Regions from separate parts of the Mus musculus genome. Here all the other regions are linked to region 1. A link is a contact called in public Hi-C and HiChIP or PLAC-seq data. All regions are on one chromosome and are shown on one strand. Each heading gives the region's core, a stretch centred on a gene start, on an enhancer-like site or on the middle of the called end of the contact. The rest is flanking DNA. Distances are from core to core; before and after follow the strand shown.

Region 1 (4,422 bases), core at 996-3,495:
GTTCCAGGACAGCCAGAGTTACACAGAGAAACCCTGTCTCAAAAAAAAAAAAAAGATGCTTTTATCTTCTGTGTGTGTGTGAACTGCATATATGCACATGTCCCACATGCTTCTTCTGTCTGAGGTCAGAGGAGGGCTTTGGCTCCCCTGTAACTGGGGTTACAGATGTGAGCTGCTATATGGGTGCTGGGAACTGAACCTTGATCCTCTGCAATAGTAGTAAGTGATTTTTTGTTTGTTTGGTTTTGTTTTTTTTCCAGACACGGTTTCTCGGTATAGCCCTGGCTGTCCTGGAACTCACTCTGTAGACCAGGCTGGCCTCAAACTCAGAAATCTGCCTGCCTCTGCCTCCCGAGTGCTGGGATTAAAGGCGTGCACCACCGCGCCCGGTTTAGTAAGTGCTTTTCACTAACACGCCATATCCCTTGTCTCTATAATTTTGTTTTTTAAGGCAGAGTCTCCCTGTGTAATCCAGTCTGGCCCAGGCACTGGGATTACAGGATCACCAACACAGTCAGCTAATTGTTTTGTTTTGTTGGCTTGGGGATCAAATTTAGAGCACTGATGTGCTTGGCTGGTGTTCTATTTCCATACCATATCCCCAAACCCAAGCTAGCAGAGCTCTTAATTGTACCATCTCCACTTCTCTCTCAGACAAAACATTGCTAGGCGCAATGATTCCACCATCTATTCAACGATTTTAGCTTTTAGCCTGGTGTCCTTTCTAGCAAATCATCTCCTTTGGCCCAGGTCATCGCCTACGTTGACATTTGCCATAGGTTAGCCAAGGCCTTACTCCAGCATAATTCACTGCCTCGGTACTCACAGCCACGGGCTGTGGCTGCTCTCAGCTAACAGTTGACCTTTTAAAACTGTAAATCAGATGTAAATCCTCCCTGCACTCTCTGAAGAAATTCTGAACCCTTGAGCCTGGCCCTGGGTTCTATATAACCTTGCTCCTGGCACCTGAGTCCTCCTCCTCACCTTACTGACCTCATTCCCGTAAGAGATGAGTGGCCTCTGTAGAAGAAATGTCCTTGGCCTGCTCTTAGATTTTTGCCCTGGGGACAATAGAGCCCATCTTGTCCCTCAGCTGTCAGCTCACATGTCAGTCTTGTCATGGTCTCTTAAATAGAATCTTAGAATCTATAGAATTTTCCCTTTAATTTTTTTTTTGGTTTTGTTTTTGTGTGTGTGTGTGGTTTTGGGTTTTTTGGTTTTTTTTGTTTTGTTTTGTTTTGGTTTGGTTTGGTTTTTCGAGACAGGGTTTCTCTGTGTAGCCCTGGCTGCCCTGGAACTCACTTTGTAGACCAGGCTGGCCTTGAACTCAGAAATCCACCTGCCTCTGCCTCCCAAGTGCTGGGATCAAAGGTGTGCACCACCATGCCCGGCTTCCCTTTAATTTTTTTTTTTTAAGAAAATGTTGTTTATTTTATTTTATTTTTTTTTTTGTTTTTTGTTTTTTTTTTTTTTTTGGTTTTTCGAGACAGGGTTTCTCTGTATAGTCTTGGCTGTCCTGGAACTCACTTTGTAGACCAGGCTGGCCTCAAACTCAGAAATCCGCCTGTCTCTGCCTCCCAAGTGCTGGGATTAAAGGCGTGTGCCACCACCTCCCGGCTGTTTATTTTTATGAATACACTGTATCTGTCTTCAGACACACCAGAAGAGTGGATTGGATCCCATTACAGATGGTTGTGAGCCACCATGTGGTTGCTGGGAACTGAACTCAGGACCTCTGGAAGAGTAGTCAGAGCTCTTAACCGATGAGCCATCTCTCCAGCCCCTCCCTTTAATTTTTAACAGGCGATGTTTTCACGTTTTTTAACATTTAAAAGGCTCCCTCTGCTCCCTACATTCCTTATTTTCCTCATAACTATCATTTAAAATGTATTTGTCTACTCGTTCATCAACCATCTCTTCCCACTAGAAAGGAAGTCCACAGAAGCCGCGGCTTTGTTCGGATGCACACAATAAAAGCGGAATAATAGCGGATGTCTCGGACTAGATCGCGAGCAGACCCGGGTCTGGGAAGAGATCATACTACGGCTTTTTCGTGGATTTGTTTGCACCTCCGGTCGTCAGGAACTCCTCCAGGTTAAAGGAAGAGATCGAAGCATCAGTTTCTGAGCACACGCGCGTGTGAGAACACTCTGCTCCACCCACAGCCACAAGGGAAAGGCAAGGCCGTACGGAAGCCACTTCCAACCTGCTAGGCCCCGCCCTCACTCGGACGTCCCAGTGCGCAGGCGCCGAGACCTGACCTGGAAGTGACTGTCTTCTGAGCCCACGTGTTTGGCTCAGCATGGCGGAGATGAAGAGCCCCACGAAAGCTGAGCCTGCGACTCCCGCAGAAGCGGCGCAAAGCGACCGCCACAGCCTGCTGGAGCACAGCCGCGAGTTCTTGGACTTCTTCTGGGACATTGCGAAACCGGATCAGGAAACGCGGCTCCGGGCCACGGAGAAGTTGTTGGAGTACTTGCGCACAAGGCCCAATGTATGATGGAGGGGCCCAGGCCCATCGTGGCTCTGGATGCAAGGGGGAGGGGTGGGCCCTTCAGATCACTGTTGAACACGAGGGATGTTCTTGGTTCCGTAGGATTCGGAGATGAAATATGCCCTGAAGCGCCTAATCACTGGGCTTGGGGTGGGCCGAGAAGCCGCTAGGCCCTGCTACAGCCTGGCGCTGGCACAGGTGAGACTGTGTGTCTGGCAAGGGCACGATCTCGCTGGGCAAAGGTGGCGTCTAAGGGTAGGGGGCACCGAAGCTGCGGGGTAAGAAGAAATCCGAGATGCTTCAGAGGGGATACAGGCATCCTTACTTGGGTGGGAGGAAGTGCCAAAACATGGCCTATGTACAGCAAAGTCCAGGCAGGTGGAAGAGTTGAACACGTTTTCTTTCTGATACACGTTTATCAGCTACAGAGTATTAGCTACAGTTACTGGAAGTAGTGAACTTTGAGGTTGATTTCTGCAAGGTTGGGGAGCCGCCTCCAGGTTAGGAAGGCAACTGATGACAGACCACGTAGAAATTTGTACAGCAAAAAGCAATGAAGACTAACCAGCCTCAAGGCAACTCAGAACAGGATCTTTGGATGGGATGGGTTTTCCCAAGAGGTACAGAAGCAGCCTAGGCCTTCTGAAGCCTTGATGGAGGTGGGGCTTAGCCATGTAAGATGTGGTCCCTTGAAAGCAGTAGCGCTTGTGAGGGATGGGAGGAGCACGGAGATTATATTGGGGAAAGCTGAAGGAGGGAAATGGACTTGGTCTGGTTTGTTGTCCCTGGGCCACTCCTGAGCTCTTTCTGGTCTTGCCTGGTAGCTGTTGCAGTCTTTTGAAGACATCCCATTGTGTGACATCCTGGATCAGATACAAGAAAAATACAGCCTACAAGCCATGAACAAGGTGCGTGAGATTCCCAGACAGACAACCTGCTCCTGAACAGCTATGGGGAGGGACCCTCTTCACCTGTGTTTTCAATCTTTTTCTAGGCAATGATGAGACCTAGTCTCTTTGCAAACCTTTTTGGAGTGCTAGCCCTCTTTCAGTCAGGCCGCCTAGTGAAGGTAAGAGCTTTTGGCACGGGGCGCAGGGACTGGTTTAGGGCTGGAGGGGAACAGATGGTAACAGACCCTGCTCTTCACCTTTTGCTCTCTGTGGATACCAGGACAAAGAGGCCCTGATGAAGTCCGTGCAATTGCTGAAGATCCTGTCCCAACACCCCAACCACTTACAGGGACAGCCAATAAAGGCTCTGGTGGACATCCTCTCTGAGGTAGAGAATCACAAGTCATGCCGTCTGATTTGGGAAACGTTGAAAAGATTTGGGTAGGAACATGATGAGGACAGATGGTTTGACCATGCAACTGGTATGAGGAGGTTGTTTGTTTGTTTGTTATTCCTCTCTCACCAACTATCTTAAATCTGCCTTGTCTTTCAGGGTCTCAGCACATGTCCACTCAGTTAGGCAGTTCAGATACTCCATAACCCTCTCTGGTGGCCTTTGTGTGGCTAGTGTGGGTCTGGAACAGTGCTTGTCAATGCCTGAGTATGTAGAAGGCAATCTGAGTACATTTGCCATAGTTGGTTTGGTCAAGCCTGGGTCTGTTTGTATCTAGAGTCATTTGCCACTGTCTTGTCCCTGATTTGTCCTTTTGGCACAAATGGAGACAGACCAGAATTTAAGTTGCAGCTCCCCACATAGGGCTCTGTGTATATGACACCGGCTAGCCCTCTTACAAAACAAAAAGAGGTATAGTTTTGAATATAGACCCCAGGCCAGTTAGTCATCAATACAGTGCTGGGGTCTGCTGCTTGGCAAGTTGACTGACTAGTGGTGTATCCGAAGCCCATGGGTAGAACAAGACCCACCCTTTCCACCTGTGCCCCCACTCCAGGTCCCAGAGTCCATGTTCCAGGAGATCC
Region 2 (4,422 bases), core at 1,182-3,681, 310 kb after region 1:
TCTGTTGGCTCTCTCTAAAAAGCAATCATATTCTGGCCAGTCAATCAGTTTATAACTGAGTCTTAGCTTCTAGAATGCCTTAAATGTGACCCAAGGAGTCAGGCGCGGTGGCTCATGGCTATAACCCCCAGTACTCAGGGGATCAAAGACAGGAAGATCTCCAGAAATTGGAGGCCAGCCAGGGCTACCAGTGAGACCATTTTCCTCCATTAAGAAGTTCTACCTCCATTAAGAAAAAAATAATAGTGACTCTGTCAGCCACAGAATGGTGAAATCAAGTTTCTTTTTCTTTTAAAAATATTTAGCCAATGCTCTTCATGCCACCAACAACCTACAAATTATTCCAGACTTCAGCCTCAAGGATTCCAGAGACCAAACTGTTCTCGGCCTGGCATTATGGACTGGTAAGCTATGTCATATGTCGTTGCCTTTCAGGAGATAAGTAGATGGATAGACTAGAGTGGGAAGGAGGAAGTGGTGGGACTAATCATTTTGTTGTAAAAGAACTTTCTGCCTGTTACGTTCACTGGAAAAGCGCTGTCTTGGAGAAGCGTCGAGGGTCTGTTTGTCGTCAGGGGAACAGGAAAAGATGGTAATGCATGGGCTGGGGCTTCTTTGTTTCCCAGGCATGCACACAATCGCTGCCCAGCTGCTGGGCTCCGGAGCCTCTATCAATGACACCATGTCAGATGGACAGACATTGCTGCACATGGCCATACAGCGGCAGGACAGCAAGAGCGCTCTCTTCCTACTGGAGCACCAAGCTGATATAAATGTCAGGTAGGACGGTGGCGTGCTCTCTCATAACTCCAGGTCATATGTAATGGGGATGCTTCAGAGTCAGAGCCTAGATCTTAGAGGGGAAAAAAAATTTTTTTTTAATCTGGTTACATAAAAAAGGAAAAACAGTGGCACCCAGGCTGTCCAAGTGAAGTCAGGACTGGATGCACGCCTATAATGTCATCTTCTTAGGGGACTAAGGCAGAAGGAGATTGCAAGGTAGAAAAAGTGTTTCAAAATGAAAAATTTAAGAAGAGCTAAGAACCGAGCATGGTAGTGTACACCTTTAATCCCAGCACTCTGGAGGAAAAGGCAAACAAGCCTCTGGGAGTGCAAGGCCAGCCTGGTCTATAGTGAAACCCTGTCCCTAAAAGCAAACAATAAAGAGGCTAGGAACATAGCACTTAAGTAGAGAGCTCTGACCCCTGTATTCTGTCCCAGGACCTCAAAGCAGGTGGCATACAGAAACAAGATGATGGGGTAGCTCAATGATAGGGCACTTGTCAGACACCTTTAATGCTCCAGGTTCAGTCCCTACTTCATGTTCTGTTATAAAAAGTGCAGACACGGGTTATAGGTATGATCTGTGGACATGTACAGCCATAACCAACTGTACTCTGTCCTTCTCGGTAACTGTCAGGGCCAGTGCACAAAATCACACAAATCTTGTTATAAAGGATGGTCCAAAAATCAACCTTTAATAAATGTCAGTTGCAACAAAGAACACTCCAATAACTAAACAACTAAACTACAAGCAGGCTTAAAGGAAAAAAAGGCTTTAGGTTTTAAATTTAAATATTTACGTAGCACATGTGCGATGTATCCACATGTTCTTCAGTGTGTTGTAGAGGTCAGAGGGCTTGTGGGGGAGTCTATTATTTCTCCACATGTGTTCTGATGATCAAACTCAGGTGTCAGGCTAGGTTAACAGATCCGCTGAGCCATCTTTCCAGCCTCAGACTTTTATCTTTGTGTATTCACAGGATCCTTTCTGAATTTCCAGTGTTAAATGATCCTGAATTACAGAGTGGGGGGAATGAAGTGTGGGGGTTTTGTTTGTTTGTTTGGTTGGTTTTTGTTTTGTTTGTTTGGTTTTTGAGACATTCTTGTGTATACCAGATTCCCAACTCTCTAAGGATAACTTTAAATTTCTGATCTTCCTCCCCACTTCTCTCAAGTGCTAAGATTGCACCCATTGTATGCTGGGGATCAAGCCAGGGCTTCATGTATATTAGACAAACACCCTACAGCCAAGCTGTATCTCTAGCTCTGTTTGTTTGCTTTCTAGAGTACAATAGAGAGACATGGTTTCATTTTCTTAAAACAGCTCAGTAAAAACAACAGCCAGCAGGTTTGATTTTCTTGAGAGCATTCTAGAGACTAACTGAAGTGGGTGTAATGGACCCAGAGGCATGTAGGCTTGGCAGACCTGTAGGGTGCTGGTGCTGCTTTCTTTGGCTGCCATTAGAAGCACTGGTTTTAATTGTGGTGATTATGTCTTCCTTCATAGGACTCAGGACGGGGAGACTGCCCTCCAGCTGGCCATCAAACATCAGCTCCCACTAGTGGTTGATGCCATATGTACTCGAGGAGCTGACATGTCTGTGCCAGATGAAAAAGGGAACCCACCACTGTGGCTTGCCTTGGCAAGTAATCTGGAGGACATTGCTTCCACTCTGGTGAGTCATGCAAAACAGAGCCTCTGCTTACAGATGAGGGTATGTTGTGTCAAATATGGATTGGTTGCCTGTGTAGCATTACAGAAGCAAAAGGTCAGCCAAGCAACAAATCCAAGTCAAGGACAAGCAGTGGAAAATTATGTTATGAAGGAAGTCCAAGATTATAGGGCTTGAGATAGATGAAGGCACTTGTTGCAAAGGATCCAGAGTTGACTTCCAGCACCCACATGGGGGTTTGCAATCATAACTCCAATTTAGGGAATATGATGCTCTCTTCTGACTTAAGCAGGCTCCAGGCGTGCATATGGGTGTGCAGACATGCATGCAGGAAAAGTGTGCATATGCATAAAAATAGAATAAGTCTAAAGAAGTTAGAGGTTCAGTGAGGCATGGATTGTAGTCACCTTAATTCCAGTACTGGGCAGGTAAGGCAGTGGCATCTCTGAGTTCAAGATCAGCCTAGTCTACAAAGCAAGTTTCAGACTAGCTAGGGCTATATAATAGGGCTCTGTATAGGGTGAGAGGGAAGGCAGTGTGAGATTCATGTTGGTGCGGCCAGCACTTTGTGTGAGCTGTCTTTAAGAGACTACAGAAAGGAGTGCTAGAGGAGGGGGATTGCCTCAGGCGTCTCCTTCCTGGTGGGGGCTTGATTTGCTGCTGTTATTATCACCATATTAATAAATCCCCAAATTTTGGGTTTGTCTGTATTGTTGACAAAACAGATCTAAAGGAGAGGTAAACCTGGGGTTTCTCATTTATCACTCTGAGGGCCTGAAGTATGACACTGAGCCATTTAGCCTGACGTGTTTATTAAAACTGTTTTGAGGGATTGCCTATTAATTTCAGGTGTGCTTTGCTGAGGGACTTTGGAGTACACAAAGTCACAGGAACTGTCCTGAGTAGAACCCACCTGTAGAGGCACTAATGTCTATTTCTGAAAAACATACCCCTAGGACCTAGTGTAAGAATTTACAAAGAGCAGATTATATTTAATTTTTATGTGGATGGTATTTTGCCTGCATGTACATCTGTGCACTATGTGCATTCCTGGTGCTCATGGAGGCCAAAATGTGGGCATCAGATCCCCTGGAATTAGAACTAACAAATTTGTGAATTACAGTGTGGGGATGGAGAATCAAACCTGGGTCATCTAGAAGATCAGCCAGTGCTCCTAATCATTAAATCATCTCTTCAGCTCTCAAAGAGGAGATTTTAATCAAGGTTTATAATACTAATGAGTGTTTATAATAATGATATCAGTTACTTGTTAACCATGTCTTATCTGAAAAGTAATTGCGCAAAGTTGAAAATAAACATTTTCCCTTTTGCTCGGCAATGCTTGTGAGAAAACTGTGTTTCTCTGCAGGTCAGACATGGTTGCGATGCTACATGCTGGGGCCCAGGACCCAGTGGGTGTCTTCAGACACTTCTGCATAGAGCCGTTGATGAAAACAATGAGTCTACTGCCTGCTTTCTTATTCGCAGGTCTGAAAAGCCAAAGTATCTCTCTTTTTACTCAGCTTACTGCAAACTACCTCTTTTTTATGTTAGGTTACCTCAGTCTTGACATGCCTGTAGCTGGCTTTGACTTTAATAATTAAGATTATCATAGGATCACTGCTTTGTCATGTCAAGTCATCAGAGAACCAAGCTAGGTAGGGAGCCAAAAATTTCACATGCCCAGATCAAAACAATCTTCTGCTTTGGAGATTGCTTTGACCTTCAGAACAGTTCCCACTGTGCCATCAGAAAGTTAGGGTAAAGGAGGCCAAATGGGCTTATCTGGGTACCACCATGACACGTGAATCATAAAAGGTTCATAACCCTCTTAGAGAGTGGGAAATGGAGAGGCAAGGTAACCTGGGAAACTTTATGAATAGTGGTTCTCAAAGTTTAAGGCTGCAACAGTTCTGATTCCCAGGCTGCCCTAAGTCCAATATAATAAGAGAGGCTATGGCAGTAG
Region 3 (4,422 bases), core at 723-3,222, 310 kb before region 1:
AGGCAGCAGTCTTGGGAGGCCTGGCCATTTCTTCACCTTCTGCAGGGCACTCTCCCCATGGATCTCAGCTAGGGACCAAAAGACCCACAATCCAATTCATAGGACCTGGGGCTGCCCTTCTCCCAGAATGAGGAGGGGAGTAGAAAGATTCCTTAGCATCCAAAAAAACAAAAGCAAAACAAAACAAAACCAAAAAAAACCTTGGTCTTGCATCCAGGCTCACCTAGACCCTCCCAGCCATCTTCAGGGAGCTATTTGCTTCCAAGGGCTTTAAAAGGGGAGTACCTTCCTACTTCTCAGAATCATGGGGCAGTAAAGGGCTTAAGTATGTTACCTGGTACACAGGTCAAGAAGAGATTTCTCTAACTACTCTTGCTACTGTGGTGCCCTGGCAAGAGACCTGGATCCGGACGTCCAGACCTGTGCTCACACATGAGCACATGTAGAATGGGTAGCAGAGACGCATGCTCTTCCTTTATGAAGAGCAGGGGTGGGGAGGGACCAAGGCAGGAGAAAGAAGGGAGCAGAGAGCCTTTTCCAGCCTCCTGGTGTCATCTCACTGTGCCTCCCTCGGGAGGGGAGGGGAGGGAAGTGGGAAAGGGGGTGTTTAGATGCATTTGCTTATGCTGTCTCACACAAACAGCCTCTCCCTCACAGGATTCCTCTGCCACACCTGAGTCACAAGGCCAGTCCATGCCAAGGATTGGGACCTGTCCCAGGGTCGCAGGCAGTTCAATGGCACTCACATCTAGAGTGCGGGCAGGTGGTCATGTTCATTCCATCTTTGCCATGCCTATGGGTGGAGAAGTGGGGTTCACACCAGGCCCCACGGGGATGGCATGGCACCTGCCAACGTCACAGGCTGGGAGTGAGTTCATGGCAGATTCTCACACGCCAGAGCTCCCAAGCTCAGGACTGTTGAGACCAGCCTCATCCATTTGTGGCCAGCCCTATGAACACTGGCTTTCCTCAACTTGGCCTTTTAGGGCACTGTAGGGGTCCAGGGCACAGAGTGGGGAGTCCGGGGCTAAACCTGGTCCCCTCCAGGTCCTAACCAACTCACAGGGCCTGACATCAGAGCAGATGCTGGTGAATGAACGCCTGACTGGATGAATGAAGGGACGACTAACACCTACTCCCTGGGATCCTTGGGCTACAGCTCTGAGCTTGCAGGAGAGCCGAGCCCATGGGACCCCAACAGAGGCCCCGCCTGCCTAGCCCGGCACCTGAGGCTCTGCCTCTGGGTCAGGTGGGAGGCGGGGAGGCTCCCCAGCCATAGTGTACCCCTCCAGCGACGGGACCAGTAATCTGGGTCTCTTAACCCAGCTGGTGGCAGGGGCGGGGGACTGTCGCATCCAAGATAGAGAGTGACAGGACAAGGGGGCGCGTCCTGGTTTGTTGGGGCGTGGGATGGATCAGCGACCGCGGGACATCCCCTTTGGGTTCCGGTGCCGGGGTCTACTCCCCCGGTCTCCCGGAGGGCAGCGACAGCTCCGAACTGCCGACTGGACTGAGGAGCCGTGGACCTGACCCAGTGCAGCGGGGCAAGCGGGATGCGGTGTCCCACGAGGTGACTGGGGGCGCGGGAAGGACGCAGGGCGCGCGGAGCCCCTTATGCACGCCCCGGGGTCCGGGCGGGTCGCCGCGGTCACTGTGCCTCCGCCCACCTGGTTGGGGGGCTCACCTGGGCCGAGCGATCCCTCCCGCCACCCGCCGAGCGCCCCGCGCCGCGCTCACCTGCGCTGCCCGCCTTGGCCATGTCCCGGGCGGCGGGCTCCGCTGTGCTGCCGGCGCTGCTCGCTCCCGGCCGGGCCCCGGCGCCTTCGGCCGGAGCGGACTCTCCGGGCGCCGCGCCCCGCGCCCCCGCCCCGCTCGCTCGGCCGCCTCCACCGCAACCGCCGCCGCCTCGCCGCTCCCTCCCGCTCCCTTAAAGGAGCCGAGCGGCGACCGCGCCGCCCCCCCTCCGCGCCGCCGGGGAGGGACTGACGACGGAAGGCGCCCGACACCGCCCCCGCGGGCCCGCACCCCCGCCCGGAGCCGCGCGGCCACCGCAGCGCGCGGGAGGCGCAGCCCACTGATTGCGGCCACTGAGACCCCGACCCTCGCTGAAAGACAGACGTAGACAGACTCCGGATTACAGCTCGGAGACGCTGCGGGCCAGGCAGGGATGAAGACATGGACTGCGAGCCTGGGGCGCAGTGACCCTGAGACAAGGCACCAGAAAGAGGCGCTCCTAGGGCAGAAACACCCTTGGGAGAGAGAGAAATTCAAGGAAATCGGAGCTGGCTAGAGTCTGTGAGGACAGGGAGAGCAAGGAAGACCAGGACCCAGGAGACTGAGAAACCTAGAACGAAGTCTCGCAGAGATGAGAGGGGACTTCTCCATCAGCTCCCAACTCCAGGGATGCTGGATGCCTGCATCTGCTCTAGTCTCAAGAGAGGAAAGCTTTTGTCCTTTAGCACTAAAGGATCCGTTAAACCTGCAAACCCCACCTGCCAGTAAACGCTAAGCAGAGTTTGTGGGGAGCCTGGCAGAAAGCAGTGTGTCCCCCTAACACTTTCTCACAGAAGTGCTGACATTCTAATTAGCGGGCCTCCTGAGACATTTAAATTGTGGTTTCTGCCCACTGCAGTCAGGGGATCCACAGGAGATGGTCAGTCGTTTTAGATGGGGCCTAGAAGGTAGGGTCCTGGAGAGAGCAGTCGGCTCCCTAGCTCAGTTCCAGGCGAGGCCACTTCCTCCCTGCTGACGGTTAGGGTGAGGGCTAGGCTCCTTAGAGGACTGTTGGGCCTTCCCTGAAGCCTGTTTTTCTCCCACAGTCTGCAGCCAAGCACCCACACTGGGCACTAGACAGTTCCACCCCTAGGCCAGCCAGGACTTAAGTGCCCCATCCACTGCCCCATAGAAACAAAGCACACAAGGGGCCTCTACGGGACACACCCATTTCTGGGCTTTGACTCCTTCAGCCTATCCAGGTTAATCAGCCTTACACTCCCTCTTTAGTCTATCAAAGGCTCAGCCTCAGGCAAGAGTCTTCCCGAAACTTTTGCACAGAGCTAGCAGCAACAAAGTTCTTCACCTCAGCGAAAGGAAGTCTGTATCGCCTACTCATGGACCTCTCCCTGCTTTCTGATGCCTCATCTACCAAACCAGGCTTTCCTAGGGTCCTCTGTGCAGACCGAACAACGTGCCTTCACTCACGACAGCTAGCTAGCATGCTTTGACAAAGATTCTCCATCTTAGTTTTAGCTATGACTGTCTCACCTCTCAAAAAACCCTTTAGTCCCAAGGACTCCAGAGTGGGACAGCAACACATCTTGTAGACATGGAAGTTCAGAAGCCCCAAAGTCCTGGATCCAAAGCTGTTCACCATCTCAGGCCACTGGCTACTAGCAGGGAGGGCACGGATACCACCTTTCTACCTCTAACTCTGGAGTGCTCCCCCATATTGGAACTGCAGTCTGTGTGGCTTTCTGTGTGAACTTTTGTTAAGTCTGGATGTACCCTCTGGGGTGTACTGTGTCACCCCACTTTATGCAGAGGAAACAGGCTAAGACAATTCACTGTCCTACAGAATTCCATTTCAGGCCTGAGCTCTGTCCCTCTGGGTCTCCTCCTTCTTACACTTCCCTGAGGCTCTGGGAATTTCAGAAGCTTAGCAGTTTGTATAATGTCTCCATTTGGCCACCTGGTCTGTGGGTCCATAAGTAGTGACAGTGGACACCACTGACTACAGAAGACATAATGAACCTGTCACAGAAGGGACACAGTTAGGCCTAAGTACCTCCCCAGGTTGTGGCTCTCAGCAGGAACAGTGACCACAGGTTGACAGCAGTCCTGTTTCCTGGCATAGCTGTGTGTGTGTGTATGTGTGTGTGTATATATGTGTGTGTATGTGTGTGTGTGTGTGTGTGTGTATGTGTGTGTGCATGTATGTACATGAGTAGATGTGTATATGAATATCTGTGTGCATATTCACATGGACACAGACCCAGGAAAACATATCTGCTTACTAGTGATAGGAGCCCCTAAGACTTTCCTCTCTGAGTTTGTCCATCCCAAATCCTAGACTACTGGCCTTGGGAAGGGGTGGGTGGACCATACAGGTGAGGTGCCAAGCAGATAGGTACTTGCAAAGCATCTCACATTCTATAAGCAAGCTACCTGGCTCCCCCTCTATGCCTTCCCTGCAACCCCTCCCAGTGTGAGGCTCCCCTGAGAGGTGGGCATGGAGCCCAGTAGGGCTTGCACAGCCTGGCCTCTCAGGCAGCTTCTTTGCACAGACCTGGAGTGACTGTCAAGGCAGCTCTGGCCTGCCTTCAGACAGAGCAGACACATCGGGACTCAAGGCTGTTAGATTAGCTGGTGGGAGTTAACTTCCTGTATCAGAAGAATTGTCCTTAATTGAAGAAAAGAATAACT

What was found. A called contact is a pair of places that touch in the nucleus more often than the background predicts. HiChIP or PLAC-seq counts read pairs in DNA pulled down with a chosen protein or histone mark.
Region 2: an H3K4me3 HiChIP or PLAC-seq map of bone marrow-derived macrophages shows a contact between it and region 1, with 4 times the contacts expected there. The contact joins the enhancer-like site here to the promoter of Mybbp1a in region 1. A contact is called at or near these places in 1 of 39 promoter capture datasets (hippocampal neurons), 4 of 115 datasets of contacts at active chromatin or transcription factors (acute myeloid leukemia, bone marrow-derived macrophages and extraembryonic endoderm stem cells) and 3 of 9 other capture datasets (adipose tissue, liver and pancreatic islet).
Region 3: a contact with region 1 is called in a Hi-C map of embryonic stem cells, with 2.1 times the contacts expected there. The contact joins the promoter of Pitpnm3 here to the promoter of Mybbp1a in region 1. A contact is called at or near these places in 2 of 484 Hi-C or Micro-C datasets (both in embryonic stem cells), 1 of 115 datasets of contacts at active chromatin or transcription factors (embryonic stem cells) and 1 of 9 other capture datasets (adipose tissue).

What each region holds. Positions count from the first base shown.
Region 1 is chr11:72,439,082-72,443,503 of GRCm38.p6, forward strand. It overlaps Mybbp1a (MYB binding protein (P160) 1a), which reads left to right and starts at 2,246. Exons shown (of 26, transcript NM_016776.3): 1 at 2,246-2,494; 2 at 2,597-2,692; 3 at 3,319-3,402; 4 at 3,489-3,563; 5 at 3,665-3,772; 6 at 4,395-4,422. The coding sequence starts at 2,303.
Region 2 is chr11:72,749,775-72,754,196 of GRCm38.p6, forward strand. It overlaps Ankfy1 (ankyrin repeat and FYVE domain containing 1), which reads left to right. Exons shown (of 25, transcript NM_009671.5): 13 at 306-404; 14 at 627-780; 15 at 2,291-2,459; 16 at 3,826-3,944. Among named protein-coding and RNA genes, the nearest start is that of Gm46287, 13 kb to the right of the region's middle. Within about 2 kb of position 2,432, at least 46 of the 459 cell types and tissues checked have an H3K27ac peak or open chromatin away from gene starts, as enhancers often do. A contact at or near this core is called in bone marrow-derived macrophages, where this site is marked.
Region 3 is chr11:72,133,917-72,138,338 of GRCm38.p6, forward strand. It overlaps Pitpnm3 (PITPNM family member 3), which reads right to left and starts at 1,973. Exons shown (of 20, transcript NM_001024927.2): 1 at 1,738-1,973. The coding sequence starts at 1,759.